Linked DNA regions of Columba livia: region 2 is linked to region 1. A link is a contact called in public Hi-C data. All regions are on one chromosome and are shown on one strand. Each heading gives the region's core, a stretch centred on a gene start, on an enhancer-like site or on the middle of the called end of the contact. The rest is flanking DNA. Distances are from core to core; before and after follow the strand shown.

What was found. A called contact is a pair of places that touch in the nucleus more often than the background predicts.
Region 2: a contact with region 1 is called in a Hi-C map of crop, with 6 times the contacts expected there. The contact joins the promoter of ZMYND8 here to the promoter of SLC2A10 in region 1. A contact is called at or near these places in 2 of 2 Hi-C or Micro-C datasets (crop and liver).

Annotation. Positions count from the first base shown.
Region 1 is chr16:97,184-100,182 of bColLiv1.pat.W.v2, forward strand. SLC2A10 (solute carrier family 2 member 10) reads left to right here and starts at 1,421. Exons shown (of 5, transcript XM_065031696.1): 1 at 1,421-1,768. The coding sequence starts at 1,765. All of the region lies in intron 9 of LOC110358998 (a long non-coding RNA gene), which reads right to left.
Region 2 is chr16:340,869-343,867 of bColLiv1.pat.W.v2, forward strand. It overlaps ZMYND8 (zinc finger MYND-type containing 8), which reads right to left and starts at 1,542. Exons shown (of 22, transcript XM_065031715.1): 1 at 1,372-1,542; 2 at 660-810. The coding sequence starts at 664. It overlaps LOC110358999 (a long non-coding RNA gene), which reads left to right and starts at 1,687. Exons shown (of 2, transcript XR_002413863.2): 1 at 1,687-2,006; 2 at 2,635-2,865.

The DNA of each region.
Region 1 (2,999 bases), core at 171-2,670:
TAATTTAATCTATAAACCAGGCAGATTATTGAAACACTTTTAATATTCACTATGTCTTTGAGAAGAAACAAAAGCAAAACCTTTTATCAACTGCTGCCTGTGTTGCAGGCCAGGTATCCAACAGACTAAGGCTGAAATTATATGCATGATCCGGTATTGTCCATCTCAAGCATCCTAAGACTATGAGTTCCATCAAAAAAAAGAGTTGGCACCACTTCTCTCCAGAGCAGAGATGTGATGGATATTCCCCTGCATAGAAGAATCATGATTCTTTAAATATTTCAATGTCCCATTGAATTAATGACTGAAAAAGCTCTTTCAGAGAAATATCAAGTGTTCCTCATTCTTCATCCAACCTGTTTACTTTTGCCTGTGTCAGAGGGCTGTGCCCGCACCACAGGCACGATGGTCACTGGTGCATGCCTTCCCCAACCTGGTCCTGTACTGCAGCAAGATGCTCTACCGGCATGGGCTCCACAGGGCACTGGTCTGGAGCTTGTATGGATATAACTGTGCGGTTAGATAAAACATTACCTGCAGTCTTGCACCAGCTCACAATGCAGGTTTATGGTCATTTGCACCTGCCCTTCTGTGGCAGAGCCTGTGGCATGGCCCTGGGAAGGCCGTGCAAGCTCAGCCCCAGGCCTGGTGCAGCACATCTTCCCTACGCCTGTCTGCATACCAGCTGTGATACAGCAGGCTTCGGGACAGCGCATGTACTTCACCACACTGCAACCCACCCAGTAACTGCAGTTTGCATGAACAGAACGGAGGCAGAATGTTTGCATTGTGTTAAAGAGTTTTGAAAGCACTTCTAGGCATATCAAGCTTTGTAAAATCTTTGTTTTACAAACTGGACTTTGAGATACATGAGTTTAGTTTCAAACTCGGAAACATATCTTGCATCCAAGTGCAAGTCCCAGTGTCTTTTGTGCAGTAGGCAGCAGGAAGGATTCTGTTCCACTGAGCAGAAAAAGAATGTGAATTGCAAGGGAAGCTGGATGCTGAAATGCTCTGCCTAGCAGAGCGCTATGTTGGGGGAAGGGGATGAGCTCCAGAGACTGATCCTTTCTTTTCCACACAAGAGAAAGTTAAGAATGCAAACTCAGGCTGCTTTTTTCTTTCTTTTAGCTTTGAAATGGCCACTGCTTTCCCAGCTGGCTTCCGTGGCTTTCCAGCCGAGCTACCTGAACTATAACAAACTGTCAGTCTCTTGGGGGCTTTCTAGAAGCTTTCTCGTGTAGAGGAGTGAAGCTCTGCATGGGAGAGGGTCTGCAGTCAGTGAGCAGAGATTCCTTCCCTGAGCTAGACACTGGGGACAGAGCTGTCATTCCAGCAACCAAAGCCATATCCTGCCATGTCCTCGTTTCCAGACCAATTAGCAACATACCCCTGCTAAAATGTCCCCAGCCACTCTGCGCGGCCAAACCCGGACTGCACGGAGCGCTCACACGCCCAGCCCCGGGTCACGGTGCGGCGGAGCCAGACTCACTCATCACCCGGGTCTTCCGCTCCGTCTTCCCGGCCCTTTGCATCAGCTCCCCGGGGCGGTGCCCGCCCGAGCAGCACAGCCCGGCGAGGGCGACCCTGCCGGGACACCCCCGGCTCCCGCACGGGCGGGCAGGGCGACTACACGCCCCAGGCAGCCCGGCCGGGAGGCAGGGCGAGAGCGACGTGGCGCTGCGCGGCCCCGCTCCCGCCGCCGGACCCCGCTCCGCCCGCACCCGCGCCCGCCGCCGCGGAGCGCCGAGGCTCAGCCCCAGCATGGGTGAGTGCCGGCCGGGCGGGGGGGCGGGGATGGCGGAAGGGGGGCAGCGAGCCCCTTTCGGGACGGGACAGCCGGGTTAGGAAGGGGCGCGTCCTGCCCCAGGAAAAAGTTTCCAAAAAAAAAAAGTTTTTAACTTTTCCTAAAGGCTGGGACTGCAATTCTCCACCCTCACCAGCCCCCTGTCTGTTTTTTTTAGCACTCCCAGCAGCAAACACAGCAAACAGAGAGAAGTAGTTTCCTGCGGCAGAGCCCCTGGGGCCGTCCCAGGAGCACCGGCGGGGAAGGGGCTGCCCCGGGGAGCAGAGCCCCGGGGAGCAGAGCCCCGGGGAGCAGAGCCCCGGGGAGCAGAGCCCCGGGGAGCAGAGCCCCGGGGAGCAGAGCCCCGGGGAGCAGAGCCCCGGGGAGCGACAGCTGTGCCGCCGGCAGCAGCGCCTGTTGCACTGCCTGTTCGCATGGGTGTAGACAAGCAGGGACCTCAGCAGTCCAAAAGTCAGCCCAGCCTCGGCCAGGTCAGCAGCACTGGTCACTGCTCAGTCCTGGCAGGCAGACCGGGTTTTGCCGCGGCAGGGAATCGCCTGGCGCAGTTCCTCGCGAGACTCACCAGACTTTCTGTATTCATGTAAGGATCTGAAGAGCCTTCAAGTTCCCCAACTAAATCAGAACAGACTATACACAAAGCTGGATTTCAATCAAAGTTCTTAAACTATTACACCTCATCAAGTTAACAAGAAATACAGCAAAATCTGATGGAATCAGCTGTGGTATTTACAGCACAGTTGGCTGTGTCTAATTGAGTTTGTGGCTTGAAACTAATGTCATGTCCACTTTATGCAAAGCCTTTTGTTCTCAGTGAGCAAATATTTTTTTTAATTATTTGCATAACGTGTACAAGGAGCAATAAAAGCAGTGCAGGTAGTCACAGAGCATGGCGGGAGGGACTGGCCTGTAACTGGGATGGCATAAGTAACACAAATGAAGCACAGAGGTTACAGAATAAATATAAATATAGCCATCACTGAGAAATAACCTTTATTCCTAGCTATGATTAAAGGCTGAATAGAGACACTTCCTATTAAAGACAACTTGTGAGGGGAAAAAAGCCCATAGGCAAGGTGAGGAAAGCTTTCCATGGTCTGGTGGTTGTGTCCACATTCTTTCCACATATAGTCTACTGAAACCGTGAGTATTTCTAGTTAAACAAAGCCAATGTGAGAAACCAGCACAGACCTCT
Region 2 (2,999 bases), core at 292-2,791, 240 kb after region 1:
TAGAGATGTAGAAGATTGCATTCAGCGTATGATCTCTTAAGAAGGCGCTACTCCTATAATGTATGCAGAAGTTATTCTACCTGCTCTGCAAGCAGAATATTTATTTGCTTAATAGATTCTAAATAAAAACTGCAATCAGTCACCACAGAAATTACACATCATTACATAACAGCCAGCCATTGATTACCAGATGCAGACATTGAACTGGATTTCTACTTTTGTTTTTCACAAAACAGCAAGATAGCTTTTCACTCTTATATGCTACCTAAAGTCTAGTACCTGTTCCTTTTCTGCCTTTGTTGATGATCTACAATTATGATTCAATTACATATTGCAGTAAAATTACTTCAACTGCTGTTTTATTGTAAAAGGTTTTTTGATGTATTGTCCCGATTGAGCATTTTAATTACAGGGCAGAGGCACAAATCCATACTTGCTTCACTTCCCCTGTCCCAATTATACGAACTACTCTGTGTGTTCTTAACACAGGGTTTGTTTTGTTTTTCAGAGGTAGTGGTGTCAAGAAATAGTTTATACAAAGCCCAATAAAATAATAAATTAAAAATCCCAGTCATGGGTGGTCTTTTAACACACAAAAGGAAATCACATAGCCAATTTGAATGTGTTTGCCTTGTGATTTTTAAACTGAGTTTACTTACCTCATGACAATGGCTGGATCTTTCTTCTTCTCTGAATTTACTCAAAATCTGAATTAGCTAATCTTGTTCAACTGAAGCACAAAATAAAGGAGCCATTCTTAGGTACTTCTTTCTGTGTGGTCAAGCAGATCTCTGGTTGATTTCTAGAACTCTGTAAAAAACAATTTCATTTTGTTTTCTAGATAGTAGATGGACAAATGAACAACACTTAGTAGCAGGCTGAGTATTAAATCCCATCGGCAATGGGATCCAGAGGGACCCTGCTCACTGGGGCAGCCGAGGCCCCTCGGGAGAGCAGGGGGGACACCTGCCTGCCAGATGGAACCCAGTTTTTATTTTTCTCTTCCAATCCTGTTCTCTGGGATTCCATGCTACCCCCTAGCCTCCAATCTTTCTTTCATTGACTTTTTATTTTTACTAATTAGCATGGTTTTCCCCCCAAATTCCAGCCAGACCCAGCAGACAGGCAAATGTCTGCATTTCTAGGACTTCAAAGCACTCCGAATCCCCTTTCTCTGTATTTTAACGGTGGGGAAAGGAGTTTCTCAGCAGCTTTTGTGGTATTGTCTAGCTGCAGGTGAGGGAGCTCGGCTCAGGCTATAGAGGAGGATGAGGAGCCACTTCTCACCACATAGACGGGCCGCAGCCCTGGGACTCATGAGGAGAACAGACCGACCAGCGTGTCGCATAAGCTTTAAGAAAACAGAGCTACCTGGCCGCCACTGGAACCGCGGCGAGCACGACCTCACAGAGGCCGAATCGAATCGAATCGAATCGAATCGAACCGAACCGAACCGAACCGAACCGAACTAAACGGGCTCACTCCGCGAAGACGCTGCGCCGGCAGCCGCTTCAGCGCCTGGAACCGCCCCAGCGCCCCGCCCGCCCGCGCCACAAGCCAAGCCCCGCCCACGAGGGCCCGCCCCGCCCACTCGCACATGGGATTGGGTAGAAGACTGTATCTCTCAAATCGGACCCTCTCTCCCTGCGCAGGTACCCACCTGCCCCAAAACACCGCCTTCTCAGAAACCGCTCTTCCAGCCCGCCTCGCGATTAGTTGCCAGGACTGTCAGTCATAAGCACTCTTAAGCTGGATTGGCCGAAACTCGAAAGAGGTGGGCCTATCTAGCCCGCGCTGTTCACGGTGCGTGAGGTAAAGGCAAAACAAGAGCCCACGGGTGTGAAGCTACGAGTTGGTCGTTCAGAGCCGTGTGGACATCGCGCCCTGCCTGGCGATGGGCCTTCTGCTGGGGCTCATGTTTGCGGTACTGGCCGGGGGTTGCCGAGTCGCGCAGCACCTGGTCCTGCCGTGGGGCAGCCGGCGCCCTTGGTCCCGGAGCTTCCCCGGTACAGCCGTCCCGCTCGCCTCGACCTCCCTGCCGAGCAGCTCCGCGTCCCCTTCATCGGCCTTTTGCCTTTTTCCCCTCTAGGGTTTTGTCCCTGTTTTTTCTCTACCCCGAGGCCTAACTCCGTGACACCCTGCCCGGACACTCTCCCGTCCCTGCGTTTCGAGTGCAGCAGGTTGTCTTCTGTCCTGCCTCAGTTCAGAGTCCCTAGTGCCTTCCCTGCTGAGCTGTCTTTGCCAGCTCCCGCTCCCACCGTGCAACCCCCCTCCTATCTTCTGTCAGATTGCTGCTCTTTTCTTGACCCATTTGTCATCATTTCTGCACGTTTCATTCCTAGCACCCTCCCATAAACTCCAACTTTTACTCAGTTCCGGCCTCTTGAATTATAAAGCTCCTCAGGCCCTCTTGCTTAAAGCAGAGTCGGTTTTTACCTGTTTGTTGTGGCTATGTGCTTTTTCCTTTAGCTCTCTGTTTGAAAAACTCCGAGTTAGTTTCAACTGAAGCAAATACTTAACGTTTTTGATTCGTCTTTTTATTTTTTTTTTAATTTTCCTGGTCTAGTTTCTATACTTTTTGTGTGTGAAGCAAAAGTATGTGTTTGTTTATTGTAATTCAATTTAAAATTACAGTGTTGTCAATGGAGCAGCAAAATGAGAAGGCGAGAGCATCACCAAGAATAAGAAAATCAAACCCAGTGTGAGATACAAGTGAGTGTCAGAAGGCAACACTTGACCGAAGACTGTGATGTGAAAGATTGACACTGCAGAGCTATCATTTGGATGCCTTGTTATTTCAATGGTCACTATCAGGTTATTTTTTATATATATGTTTTTGTTAATAAACCCCTATTTATGACAAGATTCAGTGCTTCCATTGGCCTTTTTTTAACTGAGAAAACATTAGGATCAGATTGGAGTTAATTAGTATGTTAAGTAAGTTCAGCTTAGAGTCAAGTAGGTATCTTGTGTACATATTTGGACAAATTTTTAATACA